Regions from separate parts of the Triticum aestivum genome. Here region 2 is linked to region 1. A link is a contact called in public Hi-C data. All regions are on one chromosome and are shown on one strand. The core of a region is the stretch at or near the end of the contact, and the rest is flanking DNA. Distances in the headings are between cores, read along the strand shown. Region 1 holds the start of LOC123062055 (probable alpha,alpha-trehalose-phosphate synthase [UDP-forming] 7). Region 2 has its middle 110 kb from the start of LOC123062055.

What was found. A called contact is a pair of places that touch in the nucleus more often than the background predicts.
Region 2: a Hi-C map of leaf shows a contact between it and region 1, with 6 times the contacts expected there. The contact joins the enhancer-like site here to the promoter of LOC123062055 in region 1. A contact is called at or near these places in 3 of 5 Hi-C or Micro-C datasets (all in leaf).

Annotation. Positions count from the first base shown.
Region 1 is chr3A:529,003,461-529,008,522 of IWGSC CS RefSeq v2.1, reverse strand. LOC123062055 (probable alpha,alpha-trehalose-phosphate synthase [UDP-forming] 7) reads left to right here and starts at 2,489. Exons shown (of 3, transcript XM_044485385.1): 1 at 2,489-4,774. The coding sequence starts at 2,688.
Region 2 is chr3A:529,116,905-529,121,966 of IWGSC CS RefSeq v2.1, reverse strand. No RefSeq gene overlaps it. Among protein-coding and RNA genes, the nearest start is that of LOC123062055, 110 kb to the right of the region's middle. Within about 2 kb of position 2,571, at least 7 of the 8 cell types and tissues checked have an H3K27ac peak or open chromatin away from gene starts, as enhancers often do. A contact at or near this core is called in leaf, where this site is marked.

The sequences.
Region 1 (5,062 bases), core at 1,240-3,739:
TCGAACAGGTCGCGAGTGCCGGGGAGCACGTCGGCTGGCATCACCCGCACGCGTTTCCTAGTCCATCTGGATGACGACGCACCAGCCACCGGCGTGGCGTTGAGGTCGATGGGCACGGGTGCGAGCGTGGAAGGAACCACCACGCTCATCTCCGACGAGCATTCCTCGGAGAGTTGGGAGGCTTGCGGGTAGACGTGGAAGCCGGGGATCGGGTGCCTCGTCGACGCGCGCGGTGACTCCGTCAGCACCATCCGTGGAAATGCGGACGAGCCGGTGCTGGCCGCGGCCACAACGGCGTTGACGAGCCCGTGCTGGCCAGGGTTTAACCCTAGGTAGAACAGGGCCTCCCTCGTTGCCGCCGCGACGCGGGCGTTGGTGTCCTCCTGCTGTGCGGCGGTGACCGCTGCTTCTTCCCTTGTGTCTGCCGTGTGCCTTCGGCCCTTCCTCTTGGCCGACTGCACGACCCGCTCCTCCGGCGTCAGCTTCTCCTTTGTCGGCGCGGCGGTCTTGCGAGGGGCGTGGGGCTTGCCTTTGCCAGAGGAGGAGGCGAGGCCGGAGGTCCGCTTCTTCTTTGGCGGCGCGACGGTCTTGCGAGGGGCTTGCCTTTGCTAGAGGGGGGAGGCAAGGCCGGCGGCCGCATCGAGGGCGTCGTCCATGGCGAGCGGCCAGGAGGGTTTTTGGGAAATTGGTGGGAACGATGGATGCTTTGCTATTGACTGTCGGGCCAGGGGAAGTATTTGTCGCACTGCGCGTGCGTCGATCTCGTATCCGCGCCAATGCAAATCAGGCTAAAAAAAGATCGAAAATGGATCAGCAAACGGACGAAAAGCGGACGAGCGTCTGTTTAGGTCGGTGCGTTGGGTCGACTTTTTAGTCCGCTGCGATCCAAACGGACGCGCGCGGATAAAATTGGTCGGCGCGTTGGAGTTGCTCTTAGGAGATGAAGAAATACTGTTTTATTGGAAGCCTCAAAACATCCTTGGACCGACCGACCGATGGTCGCGGCGGCTGGGGTGCATGGCCCAAGTGTCATAGTCGTACGTAGCATCCACGCAGAAAACAGCTTTGCCATTGCAGGTCATGGACAATGAGACGCGCCCTGCTTCTTTAATGCTTTCTTTCCGTGCGGATATGGAGGGTGCTGACTCGGAGCCGACGCGACGCCGCCCGGATTGGGCAGCGGTGCTCGGCCTCCACGTCACCTACACGTCGGCGCCTGTTGCCGCCCGCTGCAGGCAAGTTAAGCGCGTGCCAGGCCAGCCACCGTGAACGTGCTGGCCAGCCGCGTCCCCGCCCCACGACACGACGACGGCGGCGCCATGCGAGCTGGCGTTTGGGGACGACGAGACGACCGCGCACCGCCGATGGATCTCATTTGCCGCTTGGGGGAGTCGAATTCAGCTTCCAACCTGGAGAAAGTTTGGCCCCGGCAGCAGCCACCTCGCCTGGAAGGCCTCTTTTGACGAAACGTGCGTTGATTCGTCCCTGGCTGCTGCTTAAAAAAAGCAGATGGCCGGCTTCTTGAACTGCTTAAGCGCTTCTGCGCTTTTCATTTAGAATGACCACTTGGATTATGTTAATCAAGCTTAATAACCTGCAGTACTAGTACGAGTATTACTTAACTCATATAATTGTCCTTCTCAGAATCACGACTGCTGAATGGCCACGGCGAGACGAGATCTTATTTTTCCGGTCGAGGGTTGCAAAGCTGCTTTCAGGAGGCCGCCCACCGCATCACAAAAACTACATAACCTGTTGTCTGTTGAGGCTTGAGACAGTAGTAAAAGACACACACAACTTCCAATCTGATGAGCCTGCCGCGGCATCGTAGTTGCGGGCCGAGGATGCGATGCGAGCGACGCTCAACATGATGGATTCTGAGCCACATGTTTTTACCATTGAACCAAAAACCACAGATTTGTGAGCCGGGAGTCCAAAAAGATCTAAATGCAGCAGAAGGAACAAAACAATACTAGTACAAACGAGCATACAGGAGCGATGCGCAGGCAGTTCCCCGGCGCGCGCGTCACGCCCTGCGTCACCCGGGCCACGGCGTCGTGGCCGCGCCCGCACCGGACACGTTTTTCTCGCCCACCGGGGAAAGAGAGGACGAAATGAGCCACCGGAACAGTTAAAATGGCCAGCAGGCGGGCCCACGACCGCGTGGATCTGGTCCGTCCGTCGGCCAGCCGCTCCTGTAGCGGCCCTCATCGTAACCGTTAATGAGTGAGTGCGCCCCACAAGGGGAGGGGAGGGGAGGGATGGTGGGGCGCGTGACGCCAGCTGGCATCGGAGAGTGCGAGCGCAAACCTTATCCCCTGCGCCCCCCGTTCCGCGCGCCCTGGATAGGCGCGGTCCACGGGGATCGCACCCACCGACCCGGAGGCAGCCCGTTGCTGTCAGTGGACGGCAGTCCACGAGGGAGTCGCGCGCCGGGCCTCAGCCTAACCCCCCGCCCCGTGGAATATACGGGCCGCGTCCTCCTCCCCCGTCCCCAACCTCTCGCCTCCGGTTTCATTTCCAAACTCGAAAACCCACCACGCCACTTCCCCCACCCCTCGCTCGCCGTCTCTCTCAGATCAGATCGGATAAGATCAGAGCGGGGCACGATCTCGCGGTTTCTGCTGGAGACCTCGGCCGTTCCGCCAATCCGAGGGGGCTAGATTCTCCGAGCGCCTGCTTCAGCCATGATGTCGCGGTCGTATACCAACCTGCTCGATCTCGCCGAGGGCAACTTCGCCGCGCTGGGCCCGGCCAGCGGCGGTGCGCGGCGGAGGTCGGGCTCGTTCGGGATGAAGCGGATGTCGCGGGTCATGACGGTGCCGGGCACGCTGTCGGAGCTCGACGGGGAGGACGAGTCGGAGCCGGCCGCCACCAACAGCGTCGCCTCCGACGTGCCCTCCTCCGTGTCGGGCGAGCGCCTGCTCGTCGTCTCCAACCAGCTCCCAATCGTCGCGCGCCGCCGCCCCGACGGCCGCGGCTGGTCCTTCTCCTGGGACGACGACTCGCTGCTCCTCCAGCTCCGCGACGGCATTCCCGACGAGATGGAGGTGCTCTTCGTCGGCGGCGTGCGCGCCGACATCCCCCTCGCCGAGCAGGACGAGGTCTCGCAGGCGCTGTACGACCGCTTCCGCTGCGTCGCGGTGTTCCTCCCCGAGTCCCTCCACGACCGCTTCTACCACAGCTTCTGCAAGCGCCAACTCTGGCCTCTCTTCCACTACATGCTCCCCTTCGCCTCCTCCGCGCCTACAGCAACCTCCTCCTCCTCCTCCTCCTCATCGGCTCCCCCGGCTGGCAACGGCCGCTTCGACCGCGGCTCGTGGGAGGCATACGTGCTCGCCAACAAGTTCTTCTTCGAGAAGGTCGTGGAGGTCATCAACCCGGAGGACGACTATGTGTGGGTCCACGACTACCACCTCATGGCGCTTCCCACCTTCCTCCGCCGCCGCTTCAACCGCCTCCGCATCGGCTTCTTCCTCCACAGCCCATTCCCCTCGTCGGAGATCTACCGCACCCTGCCTGTCCGCGAGGAGATCCTAAAGGCGCTGCTCAATTGTGATCTCATTGGGTTCCACACTTTCGATTACGCCAGGCATTTCCTCTCATGCTGTAGTAGGATGCTGGGAATCGAATACCAGTCCAAGCGTGGGTACATTGGATTGGAGTACTTTGGCCGCACTGTTGGGATCAAAATCATGCCAGTGGGAATTCATATGGATCAGTTGCAGGCGGTTCTGTGCTTGCCGGACAGGCAGTGGAGAGTTTCCGAGCTGCAGCAGCAGTTTGAGGGGAAGACTGTGTTGCTCGGTGTGGATGATATGGACATCTTTAAAGGGATCAATCTGAAGCTTCTTGCCTTTGAGAATATGCTGAGGACGCACCCCAAGTGGCAGGGACGAGCAGTGTTGGTGCAGATTGCAAAGCCAGTCCGTGGGAAGGGTAAAGATCTGGAAGCCATTGAGGCTGAGATTCGTGAGAGCTACAATAGGATCAATGGAGAGTTTGGCCGGTCCGGGTACAGCCCTGTTGTTTTTATTGATAGGGATGTGTCTAGTGTGGAGAAGAGTGCCTACTATACGATCGCGGAATGTGTGGTAGTGACCGCAGTAAGGGATGGGATGAACTTGACACCATATGAATACATCGTCTGTAGGCAGGGGACACCTAGGTCGGAGTCCTCATCGGAGGTGACTGGGCCGAAGAAGAGCATGCTCGTGGTGTCAGAGTTCATTGGGTGCTCACCGTCTTTGAGTGGTGCTATTCGTGTTAACCCATGGAATGTAGAGGCAACTGCAGAGGCGATGAATGAGGCCATTTCAATGTCTGATCAGGAGAAGCAGCTGAGGCACGAGAAGCACTACCGTTATGTCAGCACTCATGATGTTGCTTATTGGTCGAAGAGCTTCATCCAGGACTTGGAGAGGGCTTGCAAGGACCATTTTAGAAGGACATGCTGGGGCATTGGATTGGGATTTGGTTTCAGGGTGGTGGCCTTAGACCCTCATTTCACAAAGCTTAACATGGATTCTATTGTTATGGCTTACGAGAGGTCAGAGAGCAGAGCTATATTTCTTGACTATGATGGAACATTGGTGCCTCAGACTTCCATCAACAAGACGCCTAGTGCAGAAGTTCTGAGGATTATCAATACCCTCTGCTCAGATGAGAGGAACATAGTTTTTATTGTCAGCGGGAGAGGCAGGGATAAATTGGGCGAATGGTTTTCCTCGTGTCCGAAGCTGGGTATTGCAGCTGAACATGGCTACTTCTTAAGGTACCGTCTTTCATCTTGACACGTTTCTTGATAATGTTGGTAGCAGGAACTTTATAATCTTATTTACCTTATGATCTTGATATAATCAGTAACAGCAATACAGATTGTGCTAATCTGTTAATTAATAATCAGATATTACCAAACAGTTAACTACATTTATTTCATGGCTTGTTCTTGGTGTAACCTGCTATAATTATCAGAATCATTTTGGTTTCTGAAACTGGGATGTTATAGACTGTAGGAAAAAGTTCAGAAAAATAACCCCATAATGATAGGATGGAAAGTGTG
Region 2 (5,062 bases), core at 1,322-3,821, 110 kb before region 1:
TCCTTAGGTAAAAATTCCCGTATTCAAGGAAAAACAATGGATTTTAATCATTGCTAACTTCAGAGCCAAATTTTTTGATATCATGAACCCATACTACAGTGGTGATTCATTTCTACCAACAATTAGTGCCGTTATCCACAACTTCAAGGTTTTGTTTGCTGCTACATACGAAAATTCTAGTTCTTTCAGCATACGAAATTTCGAATCAAGATTTGTACCAGCTCCCAAAGTCAATTTCAGGTGGGTTCTCCATGGAAATCTCCCATTTTACAAGATTTAAACCAGCCACCAGCAACTTTTTGGTTCTTTCTCCAAAAAAGCAGATTAAAAGTAATTTAAATTCACAATAATTTTCATACCAAGTATGTAACTGATTTTCTTCATTTTTTTCTTTGACAGGTATGACCCGGGAGTTTTCCTTCTTCAGTATGTTAGCAAGTACAAAGGTCTCGGTTTGGAAGGTTTCTCTAATGTAAGTAATAGTCATATCTTTCCTTTTTTGGTCATTACTTGTAACATATCAGGAATGAAACAGCAACTTTTTCTAAAATATTGTAGGAGGATTTACATGCTCTACGTCAAAAATTCCTTTTCGAGATTGTAACTTGCAAGCACAATGAAATTCAGCTCCCATTAGTAACTTCTTTCCTGCAGAGACATGTAAGTTATGTTCTGCACCTGTGTTTCCAATTAACATATTTCTTCTTTCTATTTTCAAGGGTCTCATTAATATTGTCACCATCAAGGGAAGTTGCACTGCAAGATTGAACTCAAAGGAATACTTCGATGCGAAAAATGTTTCCTTAACGATAGAGCTATCTTTTTTTTCTCTTAATGGTCTAGTGATAGTTTCTTTCCAAGAAATTTGGGTGTAAATAATGTCTGAAAACAGCTGAAACATTTTTGTAAACGAGCAACCAATTTCTTTGGGAAACATATTTCCCTTTTTAATTCTCAAGGGTCCCAATGCAAGAATTTTTTTCAACTCAAAGGAACAGTTCCATGAGGAAACTAATCTGCCTTTTGTTTAACATGGTTCCCTAGTTATATTTTCTTGCATTACGCTCAATTTTTAATAAGGCTTAAATCTGCAAAATAAGTTTGCAAAGAAGCTCAAATATTTATATTATTTTTTCCATGTATTTTTTCTGTATGTTTTTTTTCTTATACTGATTCTTTGTTGCACATTTCGAACTCTTCTTTTACTACTGTTTGTCAAGTTTATTGTAATTGTTCTTCCTTTGACAAAGAAACAATTATGTTTGTTGGAAAATAAGTTTGCAAAATAAGTTGTCATTATTTTTTTCTTTTATTGGAACTGATCTTCCTTTGACAAAGAAACAACAGAAGCAACAGAGAGAAACAGTACAAGAAAAGAAACCGAGAAACAAACACGCGTGAAACAGAGAAAGCAGGCGTTCGCGAAACAGTACAAACGGTTTTTAAAACGCGCGCCCAACAGAGAAATAGAGAAAAGCGGCCCAAACAGCCCACTAGCGAACCCCCCTGTGCGAACGCGACACTTTGACGCAGAATGCGTCGTATAGGACCTCCCGAGGCTAGCATCGAACTCAGCACGAGCGCCCGAGAAAATTCCCCCCTGTAGACCTTCTTCCCTCTGGTTGCATGTTTGCAGATGATCCACGTGCGATCCCCTTAAAAACAGAAACAGAGGACAAGAAACAATATTGTGTCGTGATACCGGCCTCTAAGCCAACCCGACAAAGAACGATATAAAAACGAAGCACGTACAGGCCTCCCGGCAATTCAGCGTCACCACCGAAATAATCCGGTCTCACCGACGGCCTTGACCGGAGATTCGCTTTAAAATACCGGTGTCCTCGAACTTTCCAGGGTGTGCATGGAGCCATGAACGCGTCAAGATCTGCTGGGCATTCTATACATTTTATGCACGGTGCAGACATCAGCCGTGCATGAAACCATGCCGTCACGCACGTCTCCCGCTCCGCATCTCCATGGCGGACCGCTAAGTGTGGCAAGAATAATTGGCGTGCATACGTGAGCATGTTTGACCTAGCCGGTAAACTCATCACGATCGTCCCACTACCGAGTAATCATCTGTACTTATTTACAGCCAGTAGGAATTTAGATGGAACCTAGCATGATTGGAGAGGACCAGGAGGCACGCAGGAGCCATCGGGACGCGAAAGAGCGAGAGGGACCCGTTTGGTCCTGCTCCTGCAGGCGGAGCGGGATCGTTTTTATCTGCCGGACTGAGAATCGAATCGGGGCCGTAAATTCTCCGAAAGAGAGAGGATCTGGGCCGTCGGGGGGTTCCTATCCGCAGCAGATAACGTAGGCGCGGCGCCGGCCGGAAGATGCGCGCGTCGATGTCTTATCGCGAGCCCGGCCGAAGGGCCAATCACTCGACCCCCAGCAGCGCCGGCGCCAGGGCCGCCGCGGCCTTTCCGCTCCTCCACCCGCGCGCGGCCCGCTTTTCGCCGACGGCGACGCTGTCGGCCGCCCGCGGGCGCCACCACCACCATCACAGGGCGGCCTTCCGCGCGCGCCAAGCGCCACATTCACCGTATCATTAACCCGCAGCGCGGCGATCCACCCCGTCGTGTCGTATCGGGGGGCAGGGCCAGGGCCAATGCATGCCGGTCAGGATCGGAACACGACGCGAGGGTCCAGTCTGCTGGCGATCGCGCCCGTATCGGTGTCGCACATGATTTCCCCCTTTTGGCTCGTGGTCCGTGGCGTCTAGCTCTAGCTTGTTGGCAAGATGATTTGGAATTTCTCGGAATCTTCGTGGTTCTTGCGACGCCCACTTGTTGATGGAAGTGCCGGTGGAAAACTATCAAGTATCTTTCGCCAAAAAGAGGCGAAAGCGGCTTGTTTTGCTGCTGCTCAGAGATTTCGAAGCACTCCTCTTCTAGTGGCATATCGTTCTATCAGGATTAGTGACACGTCAGCATTTTTTGTTGCATGCAATGCAGATCAGTGTCCCGATGGAATAGCTTTCCTTGGAACCAATCGTATATTTGGACACATCTATATCTTGAGGCACTTGCTATAACCACGTGTCCTCGTTCCCTCTCACGAGAGTTAGTCGAGGATCATCAGGAATATATCTATCTATCTCAAGCTCCCAGCTTGTCAACCGTCGATGCACATTTGGTGCACGTTAACATAAGAGCCGGAATATGAGGAGTTGAAGAAATATGCCGAGTTAAAAAATAAATATGAAATGTTCCCTAGCGCGGTTCTGGAACATTTGGAATAAAAAGAGTCGGATCACAGACCAATAATTATGAGTTTGCATGAGGAAGTGGTTCAAGAACCCGTGGAAAGATCAGTCCTCCGGTTCGAGGCACGTTGGCTGAGAGAAGAAAAGTTCAGAGAGGTGGTAGAAGAAGCTTGGCAGTCTTCAAGGCCGGAGCAGAAGAACATTGGGCTTGCATGCCGTTTGGCGTATGTTCATGAACAACTTCATCGGTGGGACAAGACAGTGTTGCGCAAATCTTCAAAGAAAATTAAGAAGGTACAGAGAGAATTAGAGCAAGTTTCCAGGGATGTGCTTTCTTAGGAAAATGTTACAAAACAAAAGGAACTTGCGGAAGAGCTGGAACAGTTATTGCCAATGGAGAAGATTCACTGGGCTCAAAGGAGTCGTATAAACTGGCTCATGTTCGGTGACCGAAATACGTCATATTTCCAAAAGTTTGCGTCTGCTCGGAAACTAAGGAACCGGATAGGCAATCTGAAGGATGATCAAGGCGTTTGGCGGGAGGGTACTGCATACTTAAACCCGCTAATTTCCCAATATTTTGCGGGCCTGTTCTCCACCGAGATTGATGAACCGGATCCTAGTTTGCTTGAAAAGGTGAATCGGAGGGTAACGCCGCAGGTGAATGAAGCTCTACTAAAACCATATACTCCCGAAGAGGTAAAAAAAGCTCCTTTTCCCATTGGCGATTTGAAAGCTCCCGGTACGGACGAATTGCATGCTATCTTTTTTTTTAAATGTTGGCACATCCTTGGTGATGCTTTAACTACTGAAGTTCTTGATGCTATTAATAACAAGGCTATTCCTGAAGGATGGAATGACACGGTCATTGTTCTTATACCAAAAGTGGATAACCCGTACAGGATCACCCAACATAGACCCATAAGTCTTTGCAATATTCTTTATAAGGTGATCTCTAAAATGATAGAATTCCGGCTTAAGCTCTGTCTTGATGATATTATTGCCCCAGTGCAAAGTGCTTTCGTTCCAGACCGACTCATTACGAATAACATTTTGCTAGCTTATGAATGCATTCATACTATAAAAAATAAAAATAAAAATAAAGGAAAGGAGGGGTATTGTGCTGTAAAGCTTGATATGCACAAAGCCTATGATCGTGTGGAGTGGATATTCTCGGAGAGGATGATGAAAAGACTAGGATTTGAAAAAGAGTTTGTGAAGCTTTTAATGGCTTGTGTTTCCTCGGTTAAATACAAAGTGAGGTATAATGATCAAGAAACAGAGGAATTTACCCCTACAAGGGGGCTCTGACAAGGGGACCCCTTATCACCTTATTTATTTCTTATGTGTGCAGAGGGTTTATCTAGTGCTTTGGCTCATAAAGAGGAAGTTCGTGGCATTGAAGGTGTTCCGGTGTGCAGAAATGCACCATCAGTCTCTCATTTACTATTTGCTGATGATTCCCTAATCCTTATGAAAGCGGATATGTATAATGCAACCTCATTGAGACAGGTATTGGATGAATATTGTGCAAGTTCTGGACAATTGGTGAGTGAAGGGAAGTGTAGTATCTTCTTTAGCCCAAATGTGAATGTGGTTATCAAAGCTCAGGTCTGTGCAGAACTGAACATAATGACGGAAGCAATCTCTGACACATATCTTGGTCTTCCTTCTATGGTGAGTTTGGACCGGAGTGATAGTTTCTCTCACCTCGTTGAAAGAGTTGTGAATCGACTTAAAGGTTGGGAGGAAAAGTTGTTGTCCTTAGGAGGAAAGGAAATTCTTTTGAAAGCAATTATCCAATTTATCCCAGTTTATGCCATGGTTGTTTTTAAAATTCCAAAGAAAATA